Linked DNA regions of Mus musculus: regions 1, 3 and 4 are each linked to region 2. A link is a contact called in public HiChIP or PLAC-seq and promoter capture Hi-C data. All regions are on one chromosome and are shown on one strand. Each heading gives the region's core, a stretch centred on a gene start, on an enhancer-like site or on the middle of the called end of the contact. The rest is flanking DNA. Distances are from core to core; before and after follow the strand shown. Region 1 overlaps Mcu (mitochondrial calcium uniporter). Region 2 overlaps Mcu (mitochondrial calcium uniporter). Region 3 has its middle 27 kb from the start of Pla2g12b. Region 4 overlaps Micu1 (mitochondrial calcium uptake 1).

Region 1 (2,928 bases), core at 187-2,686, 140 kb after region 2:
GTGAACTCTGCCGCTGTTATTTAGGAAACCGGTTACGTCTGGGGGATTGACTGCAGCTTGTTGGTAGACCCTGTTCCGTTAGCGGATGTAGGGCAGTTAAAAAAAAAAAAAAAACAGCTGCGGAGTTGGTTCTAAAAGCCTGTGACTGATGTTGTCCACGTGTGCCCAATAGGTACGAATTGAAATTAGCAGAAAAGCAGAGAAGAGGACCACTCTGGTGCTGTGGGGAGGCCTGGCCTACATGGCCACCCAGTTTGGCATTCTGGCCCGGCTCACCTGGTGGGAGTACTCGTGGGACATCATGGAGCCCGTCACCTACTTCATCACGTACGGAAGCGCCATGGCCATGTATGCGTATTTTGTAATGACGCGCCAGGTGAGGACTCCTCTTCGCATCTCTTTTACCAACTGGGAATGGAGCCGACCAGGCCAGCTCTCAGTTATGGGTCGGCAAGGTTGGCTGCGCTCAACATAGAGAGGGATGTGTAGGACACGGCCTGGGCCACTAGGGTGCATGTGCAGAGTTGCTTCCAGAATTGAGATTGCGGTACGACAAGCATGGAAGTGTGCCTCCATAGGAGACGTGCTCACCATTTTGCTTGATATTTATTTCTTTGCTATTTGTAATATTATTTTTACAGTGCTGAGGCTCAAACCCTCATAGACACTAGACAGGTGCTCTGCCTCTGAGCTACCTCCCAGCCCTACTGGCCTGATTTTCTGTATTTATGTAATTACTGTAACAGTTGGGTGGTAACTGTCATAGATTTTTTATTGAATTTTAGGAATGGAGAATTCCTTATAATTAATCGAATGCATAGACTAAACTCTAAGCTGCTTCTGTGTACATTCAAGGATGTTTTGACTTCCCTAAAGAGGTGACCAGTAGGTACTCAGCCAGTTTACCTTCAGCCAGTTCGCTATCAACCAAGGCCAGCTTAGTGAATGCCAGTATCTAGAACCGAGTTTTGTTGACAGATTTTGTTGGTTCAAGTGTCATGGAAATCCATGGCGTCATTTTGAGAAGTATGATGGATTATAGCTTTTTGAATGTGCCGGTGATCGAACTGAGAGTCTCTCGTATGCTAGACACACGCTCTACCGCTGAGCTGAACCTAGACACACACTCCACCACTAAGCTAAACCTGAACCCCACACTCCACCGCTGAGCTAAACCTGAGCCCCACCTCCACCGCTGAGCTGTATCTGAGCCCCACCTCCACCGCTGAGCTGTGCCTGAGCCCCATGCTCCACTGCTGAGCTGTGTTGTACCTGAGACCCGCGCCCTTGTAGCACTTGTCTCTATGTCTCTCATACTGGATCTAAGCAGCATAGCCTTGAATAACAAACATTTGAAGCAGCTGAGACACACAAGACTCCCCAGGTTCCCTTTTCTGTCTAAAGCAGACTAAGAGCTGCTTCCTGCGGCTGCTTTTGAACTGGGCATGTCCCTCCTGCCGTTAGATCAGTGACTGTGCCTCTAGGGTTGTGTGGGGGTTGTAATGAACCTTTCCCAGCCTCCCATACATACCTAGCAGGGAAGGCAGAAAGTGGACTGTCCAGTCCTCTGAATGCTTACCCGGGTCTGCTGTGATCCTGTGACTCACAGCAGTCACTGAGGGAGCAGAGCTGGCAAGCATGCCATCCGCCCAGCAGCCTGCCTCAGTTTCCCTCTTCCTCCTCCTCAGCCAGGGCTTTCACAACTGATGCTGTCCATTCTTAAATGACTCTCAGCTCACCTGTGTTTGCACTGTGTTCTAGTCCCCAGGGGCCCCTCCTCTCCCCTCCCCTCCTCTTCCCTCCTCTGCCCTCCTCTGCCCTCCCCTCCCCATGCCAGTCTTCAGTATGGAATGCTCTCCTTGTTCCTTTCCATTCTATTTCAAGGCTTACTTGAATTTCCACCTTTCAGAAACGTCTAACCAGTTTCCTACAGCTCCTTGTCTCCCGTTTCCCGTGAAACACTGCAGTGTATTATTCTATTGTTCTTGCACTGTGCGTTATCACAATTATTAGTTCAGTGTCTTTTCCTTCAAAGGAGACTATAATATCTTTTACGTGTGTGTGTCTGTGTGTGTGTGTGTGTCTGTGTGTGTGTGTGTGTGTGTGTGTGTGTGTGTGTGTGTGTAAAGCTGTGGTTTGCTTGCTTTGGGGAACAGGTTCACACTTTGTAACTCAGTGTGGCCTGGCATCTGCCTGGGCCTTCAGTGTGCCATGGTTACTCATGTGCTCCACCACACCTGCATAGCCTGGTGTCATCCACATCTCACTCCCTTGTTCTATAACATGTGTGGTTCCTTATATCTCAAGGACTGAATGAAGTGAACAAATGAAAATAAAAGGCAGCCACACCCTTGGGCACACACTAGAACCTTTCCAGTTACATCTTAAATTCAGAAACTCTTTGATGTATTCTTTCCAGTCAGTCAGCAAAATTTTTAAAATGGCATTTCCCTATGGATTTTGCATTTCTTTGATTATGAAAAGATTAAGCCCTCTCACATCTGCAAAAATGTCTGTGCACCTTTTTCCGAGGTGAATCATATATTTTATATCAAAAAGCATGAATATATAGCCACTCATTTAGTTAGTCTCAATTCTGTAACTACATACCCATTCTACAGATGAAGAAGTAAGGCTTGTTAGGAAAAGAATTACATGTTGAAAACCGTAGGCCCAGGAACTGAACCCGAGTGTGTCCTGCCCCCAAGCTTCCCTTCCTGATAAATGTTTATATCCCGTTTCCCTCTGTTGAGTTCATTTGTGAGTAGTTATTTCTGAAAACGAAGTCACCTGGATCTAGAATAACAGTAGAAATACCAGCGGCGGGGGCTGCAGAGATGGCTCAGCGGTTAAGAGCACTGACTGCTCTTCCAAAGGTCTTGAGTTCAATTCCCAGCAACCACACGGTGGCTCACAGCCATCTGTAAT
Region 2 (2,705 bases), core at 158-2,657:
TATTTGCTTGGTTGCAAGAGGATTAATTATAAGGATCTTCTCCTCTTGTAGTCTCTCAGCTTGAACAGATAAATATAGAGCGGCAGTGTTTGGAGAGGGAACTGTGTAGAAAATGTGTGGGTAGCTGTTGTAGTTTTGCACAGAAGATAACATCTAGAATAAAGAACAGATGAAAATACTCATTGAGGATTAGTGTTCTTAGAGCATCATCGCATCCAGCCTTCTCCAGGCCTAGCGTGCAGAGCCATTCAGAATCCAGCTCATATGCATGGCGGATGATAGACTCTCCGAGCTCAGCGCCCTTTTCCTTAACAGCCATCTCTCCGCACTTGCCACATCCTTTCCCATTCTTCGGAAGTCACGCATCTCTCTCTCTCTCCACACCCCGACTGCAGACTGTTGTCTTCTCAATCGCCTGCAGATGTGTCATCTTCTTTGTAAACCCTGTGTGACTTCTCTGGCCCAGGTTAGTCCTAATTTTTAGCTTTTGACTCTCATAACACTGATGACGTTGAGTTTCTTTCAACTGGGTCATGGGTATGTGTCTGCATAGTAAAGCACTGTCCTAAGTCCTGGGTTAATGGAGATGAGCGGTGCACACAGCATCCCTGGCTTCACAGTCAGCCACAAATGCAGTAAGTCATAAGGAAGCACCTCATCGTTGAACTGTGTGGGAAAAAGGTGCGAGGGGTGAACCAGAGTTTGTAGTTGCAAACGGCAGGCCCCCCCTGCTTACAGTAAACAGGAAAAAGTGATCTAAAAAGTGTGCTCTGGAGTTCACAGAGAGCTGAGAATCAGTCAGGATCGACGCCAGCGTTCTACCACTGGGCTAAAGTCACTGCAGACCCCACTGCTCTGCGTTCGCACCGGGAACAAGTGTTGGCCCTGCCTTGTCATTACTAAGTGCCACTTGAACCACGAGGACTTCTGCCGCTTTCGCTTTGGGAAGGAGAGCTGGTTTCACTCTGGTCAGCGTGGATTCCATGGCACCACCTCCGTGATGGCATCTGCTTCCTAACCAGAATACCAGAGTGGCAGAACATGGCCATAGAGCTGCCACCCTGTTTGCAAAGAGAGGCTGGGAAAGTCAGCCTTCGATTTCTATCACGGGAGGCAGGCTTTAGAAGATGAGAATTCCTCCCTCCCCCGAAAAAGAGTGTTTAAAAGTCCTAAGCGGTTAAAAACCACGGGGAATTTGGAAGAGTAATTAGAAGATCAGTTTAGATTTGAGTAGTTACAGAAGGGCTGACTGAAGGCTTACCATCCTTTCGAGGACACAGGTAAAGCATATTCCTGCTGAGAGACAAATGAAAAGCCCCTGCCTACAATTTGGGGTAACCGAGGGCGGTCTCGGTGTTATATGGGCTTCCGGTTGAAGGAAGATGTGGTTATGGGTAAGAAGAGGAAGTGTGTGGTGAAGTAACTGGGAGAGACTTTATTTGAACTAAGTCTGAGGTCACTGCTCTTACCCCCTTCCCTCCTCTGAGGTGTACTAGGGATTTTATAAATGAAATCAGTCCTACAAGTTCATTTTGTATTCAGTGTGAGTGTGTGTGTGTGTGTGTGTGTGTGTGTGTGTGTGTGTGTGTGTGTGCATACCTGCCTTGGTGTATATGTGAATACAGGAAAGACACACCTGTATAACTGAAACTCTGTGGGCTCTGAGATGCCATGGGGTGACTAGTGTCATCTGCGCATGGTTCAGGAGACTGGCATGAGGATCTAGCAAAGACAGGAGATATTAGGAAGACAGTGTCTGGTCAGGAGAACGAAGAGATGGGAGAAGGGGATGAAGGGGGATGTCAGTGTCCCATCCTGGTGGACCTTGAGACAATGACTTCTTGATTCTTTGTATCTTGGTAGACCTGAGGATTGTGGTTACAGTTGCTTACAGTATGCCAGGTCTCCCGATGGCTTCAGTGTAGGTACAGCCTGCCGTCTCAAAGGTGAGCTGGTAGTCTTTCCATTTGTACAATGACCTGGGTGTGATGACACATGCCTTTGTTGCAGCGCTGTGGAAGTGGAGGCAGAAGGAGAGAGTTTGAGCCTAGCCTGGAGATATACCTCGGAGACAGATCACGTACCGGGCATCATGCTGTGGTTTGATTCCCCAGCATCGTCACCAAGGACAAAAGAATAATTACATTATATAGTTAAGTGATTAAAAAAATCCCTGCCGTTTTGGTCTTTTTATAAATGAAATCAGTCCTACAAGTTCATTTTGTATTCAGTGTGAGTGTGTGTGTGTGTGTGTGTGTGTGTGTGTGTGTGTGTGTGTGTGTGCATACCTGCCTTGGTGTATATGTGGAGTTCATAAGACACCTGTGGGAGCTGGTTCTCTCCTACCACCATATGGGGCCCATCTTGTCAGGCTTGTCTTGGTGACAAGGGCCTATAATTGCTGAGCTACTACGCCAACCATAATTTGCCTTTGGAAGGCAGAATTTCAACACTGAACAAAGTCGACCCTGCTTCCTGCTAAGTCTTTTCCATTTGTAAAACTTGGCCCCTATAAGGGGAGCACAATCCAGATTTATCTAGTACTCTCCTACCTCAGAATGACATGTGGGCTTTAGATGAGCTAACAGAAGCAAGCGTGGGAGGTTGTACTCCGTTAATCAGCCTTCACACCACTGCTGTTCTGAGTGAGCGGATCCTTGATTGGAAACCTCTCCCATATAATGTGTAGCCGCATCCCTGGTCCC
Region 3 (2,700 bases), core at 182-2,681, 210 kb after region 2:
CCTAAGGACTATGTCACAAGCTGACTACAAAAGCTCTGGAAGACTGAGATGCCACCACCACGAGGCTTCCCAAAAGATCAAAAGCTTTGTACAAGTCATTGCCCCTAGGGGTGTCTATGCGGTGAAATCTAGGCCAGTTCCTACGACCTATTTGGAAAGGAATTGGAGAGGGCAGGAGAAGCCCTCGGAACTGTTCCTGTATTGCTCTTTATATATTTGTGCTCTCCTCCATAACCATCCTGAGGACTGGAATGTGGCCGGGTATGTTTACCATGTTTGAGGTCCTGGATTTAATCCCCAGTGCCTGGGAAAAGTCAAACCAAGCCTCAGAACCATTCCCAGGAAGGAGTGCTGACGTGCGTCCTAACCTTAGTTCTGGTCTTAAGTAGAATATTTCAAAATTGGCTTCACAGTCTAACGTGATACTCGCCAGGAACGTATGGCAGGTTCGGCTGGTTTGAGCAGGTTCGGCTGGTTTGAGCAGGGAGCTCCCATTCCCACTGGGCAGGGGTTCAGAAATATAATCTCAGCACTCGGGAGATACAGCCAGGATCAGGAGTTCAAGGTCCACCTTCACCATAAAGCAAGTTCAAGGCCGGCCTTGGTCATCTTGAGATTCTAATTCACTTGTAGGACTTCTGTTTTGTCTTCTTTGACACAAATACCAGACCCTTTTTCATAACAATAACATGTCTAATATGGATTCTATTAGCAAATGTTTAAAATACTTAATATTTTAACCATCATTACAGTCACAGGACAAGCAATACTTGTTTCTGATATTTTCATTTGTTGGATTTTTTTCTTTTCTAAGGCAAGGTCTTACTATGTAGCACTGGCACTCTGAACTCGATCTGTAGACCAGGCTGGCCTCGAACTCAAGAGATCCACCTGCCTCTACCTCCAGTGTTGGAATTAAAAGCATGCCTGGCTGTTTCTGATATTTTTATTTTATTTTTAATTTGTTTTAAACTGCCTAGTTGTTCTCTCTCACACACACACACTCTCATCAAACCTTGCTGACAATTTACACAAAAATGCACACATTCTGAATGCACTATAAATTGCTCTTGACAGATGTCCCTACCTCAGTACTGCCACCAGGATATAGGACATTTTCTTACCTCAGAATGGCCCTTCTTTATTTATGCACACCTTTCTAACACTTCTCAGAAGTCCCATTTTTAAGAACTCAGCTTCTGTTTGTGTTGGCAAAATTTAATTTACATATTTTTGAGGCCATCATACATTGTGCTTAGAAACTGTCATTCATTTCTGTGTAGAGTGTGTTGCACTCTTGCTAAGCTCCCCTGTGAGAGTTCTGTAGATTCCTCTGGGATGTTTTACAAACTTGCTCAAGCCAGCTATGAGGACAGCTGCATCCTGTTGGGTGTGTACGCCTCTCCTTCTCTTACTGACTGGGACCCCAAACACAATGCTAAACACCCCTGAGGAAAGCTGTTGCCACACTGAAAGCAACATCCAGTCTTTTACTGCTAAGTGGAGCAGAACAAGATCTCTGAAAAGCCACTCGTCAAGTTGAGGGAATTTATGTTTTATTTGAGGCAGGGTCTGACAGGCCTGAAACTTGCTTTACAGCACAGGCTGGCCTTGAACTTGGAGCAAGCTTCCTACCTGAGCCAAGGACCACAATCATGTGTCATCACACTTGGCTCACTTATAAGAACATCATCAGCAATACTGGTATTTGTCCTATTCATTCTCTGCAGCTACTGAAATGATCACGTATTTCTCCCCTCCATTTACTTGCTAATATGATAAATTACTCAGGTGGAATTTGGATCTTTAAACCAATCTTAGGTTTTTGAGATGAACATGACTTTGTGTCTGTCTGTTTGCTTGTTTTATTACATCTATTTCTTTGAGAGCTACACGTGCGTTTGCCACAGCATGCGTATGAAGTCAGAGTACAATTTGTGGGAGTCAGCTCTCTCCTGCTCTGTGAACTCCTGGGATTGAACTCCTGTGGTCAGGCTTAGCCACAGTGCCTTTACCCACAGAGGCATCGCACTGGCCCCAACTTTGATATTCTTGTTGAACTAGGTATACTGTTAGAGTTGGTTAGATTTAAGAGTATTTTGCATTTATGTTCATGACTGACGATTTCTTCCCTTAGACTTCCTTAGACTGCTTAGAGATCAGTGATGTTTCTTAAGGTATGCTGGGAAATTTGGAGCGTCTGAAGTCATCTGTATAGGGTTGGTGGATTCTTTATGTGTGGTAGTTTAATGTATCGCCTTTTGGTAACATTTTTAAGTATTTAATTTCTTAATTCAATAATGGGGATATTCTGAGTTTTTGAGATTTTAGCAATTTCTCTTTTAAGAAATTTGTTAATATCATAATCTTCCCAATTTGTCATAAAGATATTGGCAATTTTCTTAGCTGGAGGTTTTGGCTTCTTTAAATTTCTCTGAGGTCGGCCCAGTTTACATTTCATTTATTTCTGTTATTTTTCTAGCTTTTAAAAAATGGCTCTGAGGCATATATTTCATACCGTCCAACTTACTTGAGGTATATATTTTATAGAGTTATTATACATTTTAGTTTTCATCCAACGGCTTGGTCATAGGATTGTAGTCACCACCAGATATTTGTTCTTGGGACACAGGGTGCCATGTATCCCAGGCTAGCCTTGACCTAACGATGGGGCAGGACAACCTTGAATTTCTGATCCTC
Region 4 (2,804 bases), core at 33-2,532, 150 kb before region 2:
TTCAGTCCTTAGCATCCACGTGGGACGTGGGGAGGGCTAACATTAAAACAGCAAGATGAAATAATCACGTCTCGTGATGAATGCTAGATCCAGATGAGAGAAGCAGAAGAGCTCACTCTCCTGCCCACTACTGTGAAAGGCGGCCAAGGGGAGGAAAGGCGCCTCTATCCTGCTGCTGCTGCTGCTGCTGCTGCTGCTGCTGCTGCTGCTGCTGCTGCTGCTGCTGCTGCTGCTGCTGCTACTGCTGCTGCTGCAGGATCAAAAGGCCAGGAACCGCTAAATCCCTATGTTCTTACTGGCCTGAACACCACACCCGGGAGAGACAAGAGAGCTCTTGGGAGAGGTGGTCTCTTTCAAAAATCGTGCAAACTCCTGAACTCCCATTTACAAACGCCTCCATTCCAGCAGCAGCATACGGAACTCGCCCATCTAACAAGCTGAAAGTGCCTGGTCATTAGGTAGTCCCTCTAGGCCGGGCACTGCCAAGTAACCACCCAGCTGTGTATAATGGCTGACAAGCAGACAGCAGACCACAGCAAGGGAAGCAGATCAGCTTCTGGCCTAGCCTGAGAAGAAAGCGGCCAGTGACGGGATGTCAATAAGAGGCCTCTGTCCTGGGTGGGGTGAAAACCGTTCCTCCCTTGGGGGCAGGGGAACTTCGTCCAGCTGCACATGACCCAGATGCCTCTGAGCCTGTTGACTTCTGCCTGCCTTGTGGCATAAGCAGGGTTTCCCCAAGGCTTCCTTGAGGGGAAGGCCAGGCTGGGACATCTGGTCCAAGGCAAAACTTCCACCATCCTCACCTTCACAGAGGTTAACGCAGAAGACTGAGTAACTAGACAGCTATCAGGACCCATTACAGTGACAGATAATGATGAGTTACACTGTCCCTGGGGAGGCAATGTCCTAAGATCAAAATTAATGGCTTGCACTGCCAGTTTGAAAATGCAAAGTCTAAACAAGTACGCTGCTGAGTTTTCTAAACTTTCCCCAAAATGAAAGGAAGCAATTATTATAAAGATCTATGCTGTATTGGGCCATGGAATACATATACTCTCAGCATTCAGGAAGTGGAGGAAAGAGGATCATTTAAAATAAGGAAAAATAAAACACAGATTAAAAAATCCAATCCATTTGTGGCACCCTGCATATATATTTTGTTATGTAGAAAAGCAGTTTAAACAAAATCTGGACATCACATGTGAAAAGCAGAAGCAAGGGTGTGGATAAAAGCTAAACATGATATTGTGGCCAAGTAAGAAAGAACTTCCTCATAGTAAAACACGGCTGCTCGGGAAGGACATACGGCTGCTCGGGAAGGACATACGGCTGCGTCCCAGCACACCCGGGAGACACGAGAGAGCTCTTGGGAGAGGTGGTCTCTTGCAAAATGATGCAAACTCCTGAACTCAGGAGAAGAGAGAAGGTTCCTAAAAGTTTACAACTTGAAAAAATGTAGTTTATCACACAGTCTTTCTCCATGTTCTCTCTCTCTCTCTCTCTCCCTCCCTCCCTCCCTTTCTCTCCCTCTCTGTGTGTGTGTGTGTGCATATGCACGCGCGCTTGTATGTGCATGCATATGGAGATCTGAGAATGACTAGAGGAAGTTGATTCTCTCTTCCAACATTTGGGTTGAGGTTCCAGAGATCAAACTCAGGTCACGGGCTTGGTAGCAAGGGCCTTGACTCATGGAGCCAGGCCTAGTCTTTTCTTCATAAAGAAGTATTCAGTAAAATTTTTGGTTTTACTTATTAGATATATTTGTATATACTTTGTAATTTTTGCTTTTATAGACTGTATATTTTCTGATTTTAAAAAACTAAAATACTAAAAAACTTGGCATTAATAAATTGTGGCTATGATTATTAAATTATAGACAGAAGAATTCTTACCATATTTATGTTACTTAAAAGAAAAAACAAAGACCCAACAGAACAGAGACGTGAGAAAGAATGAGACAGACTCTTGGGGAGTGACACGCACAATGAGCGTCCCTGAAGAGAGGGAGGGGAGACAGCTCTTCCTGTGAGCCTAGGTAGGGAAGAATAAGAACTATTCCTGACAGAGCTCAGTTAGGTTTTATAGCATCAGGAGTTACAAATTCATAAATCACACTGGTAGCTTTAGTGTCACTGCGATGCAGGAGTCCTTGTCATCTGCTACAGAGAAGGCGGGGCTATAAATGGAAGCAGCTTAATAAATGTTGATTTGATTTTGACTGTTTCAAGTTATCTAAGAAACAACCCTTCTGAGTGTTGCTGAAACACAGAGTCCAGTGTCTGACATCACGAGCGTTATTATAGCCAAACTTAAACTTTTCTGAGGTAAAGTGGCAGTGCCCTGAGGCTGTGGTCATAGTTTAGGCTGTCCACAACTATTTCCTTTCTGGGAATTGTATGTTCCTCCACAAATATTATTGTCCCGTTATTTTCTGCTTTAGTGGTTTGCTTTGACATAGCAAACCAGAAATATCACAAATTCAGTATATCTATGATAATGAGTTTAAAAAAATTTCTTTTTAAAAATTTATATATGTGACTATACTGTAGCCATCTTCAGACACACCAGAAGAGGGCATCAGACCCCATTACAGATAATTGTGAGCCACCATGTGGTTGCTGGGAATTGAATATGGGACCTCTGGAAGAGCAGTCAACTGCTCTTAACCACTGAGCCATCTTTCCAGCCCCATCTATGATAATGTTAAGCATTAAGAAGACCCATAGCCAAGTGTGGTTAGGCACACCTTTGATCCCAGCACTCTGGAGGCTGAGGCAGGCATACCTCTGTGAGTTCAAGACCAG

The links. Promoter capture Hi-C pulls out the DNA fragments that hold promoters and counts their contacts. HiChIP or PLAC-seq counts read pairs in DNA pulled down with a chosen protein or histone mark. Capture Hi-C pulls out chosen DNA fragments and counts their contacts.
Region 1: a contact with region 2 is called in a promoter capture Hi-C map of the HPC-7 cell line, with 2.3 times the contacts expected there. The contact joins two enhancer-like sites. A contact is called at or near these places in 5 of 39 promoter capture datasets (the 3T3-L1 cell line, the HPC-7 cell line, hippocampal neurons and 2 more), 7 of 484 Hi-C or Micro-C datasets (the AML12 cell line, embryonic fibroblasts, embryonic stem cells and 2 more), 1 of 115 datasets of contacts at active chromatin or transcription factors (bone marrow-derived macrophages) and 3 of 9 other capture datasets (adipose tissue, embryonic stem cells and liver).
Region 3: an H3K27ac HiChIP or PLAC-seq map of large pre-B cells shows a contact between it and region 2, with 2.0 times the contacts expected there. The contact joins two enhancer-like sites. A contact is called at or near these places in 2 of 484 Hi-C or Micro-C datasets (liver and myocytes) and 2 of 115 datasets of contacts at active chromatin or transcription factors (large pre-B cells and memory CD8 T cells).
Region 4: a promoter capture Hi-C map of adipose tissue shows a contact between it and region 2. The contact joins two enhancer-like sites. A contact is called at or near these places in 1 of 484 Hi-C or Micro-C datasets (embryonic fibroblasts), 3 of 115 datasets of contacts at active chromatin or transcription factors (bone marrow-derived macrophages, double positive thymocytes and pancreatic cancer cells) and 3 of 9 other capture datasets (adipose tissue, liver and pancreatic islet).

The regions. Positions count from the first base shown.
Region 1 is chr10:59,452,394-59,455,321 of GRCm38.p6, reverse strand. Mcu (mitochondrial calcium uniporter) reads left to right here. Exons shown (of 8, transcript NM_001033259.4): 6 at 173-376. Among named protein-coding and RNA genes, the nearest start is that of Oit3, 12 kb to the right of the region's middle. Within about 2 kb of position 1,436, at least 24 of the 459 cell types and tissues checked have an H3K27ac peak or open chromatin away from gene starts, as enhancers often do. A contact at or near this core is called in the HPC-7 cell line, where this site is marked.
Region 2 is chr10:59,588,288-59,590,992 of GRCm38.p6, reverse strand. All of the region lies in intron 1 of Mcu (mitochondrial calcium uniporter), which reads left to right. Among named protein-coding and RNA genes, the nearest start is that of Gm40671, 14 kb to the right of the region's middle. Within about 2 kb of position 1,407, at least 137 of the 459 cell types and tissues checked have an H3K27ac peak or open chromatin away from gene starts, as enhancers often do. A contact at or near this core is called in the HPC-7 cell line, adipose tissue and bone marrow-derived macrophages, where this site is marked.
Region 3 is chr10:59,375,767-59,378,466 of GRCm38.p6, reverse strand. No RefSeq gene overlaps it. Among named protein-coding and RNA genes, the nearest start is that of Pla2g12b, 27 kb to the left of the region's middle. Within about 2 kb of position 1,431, at least 10 of the 459 cell types and tissues checked have an H3K27ac peak or open chromatin away from gene starts, as enhancers often do.
Region 4 is chr10:59,734,084-59,736,887 of GRCm38.p6, reverse strand. The region is part of intron 3 of Micu1 (mitochondrial calcium uptake 1); the gene reads right to left. Among named protein-coding and RNA genes, the nearest start is that of Micu1, 33 kb to the right of the region's middle. Within about 2 kb of position 1,282, at least 33 of the 459 cell types and tissues checked have an H3K27ac peak or open chromatin away from gene starts, as enhancers often do. A contact at or near this core is called in adipose tissue and bone marrow-derived macrophages, where this site is marked.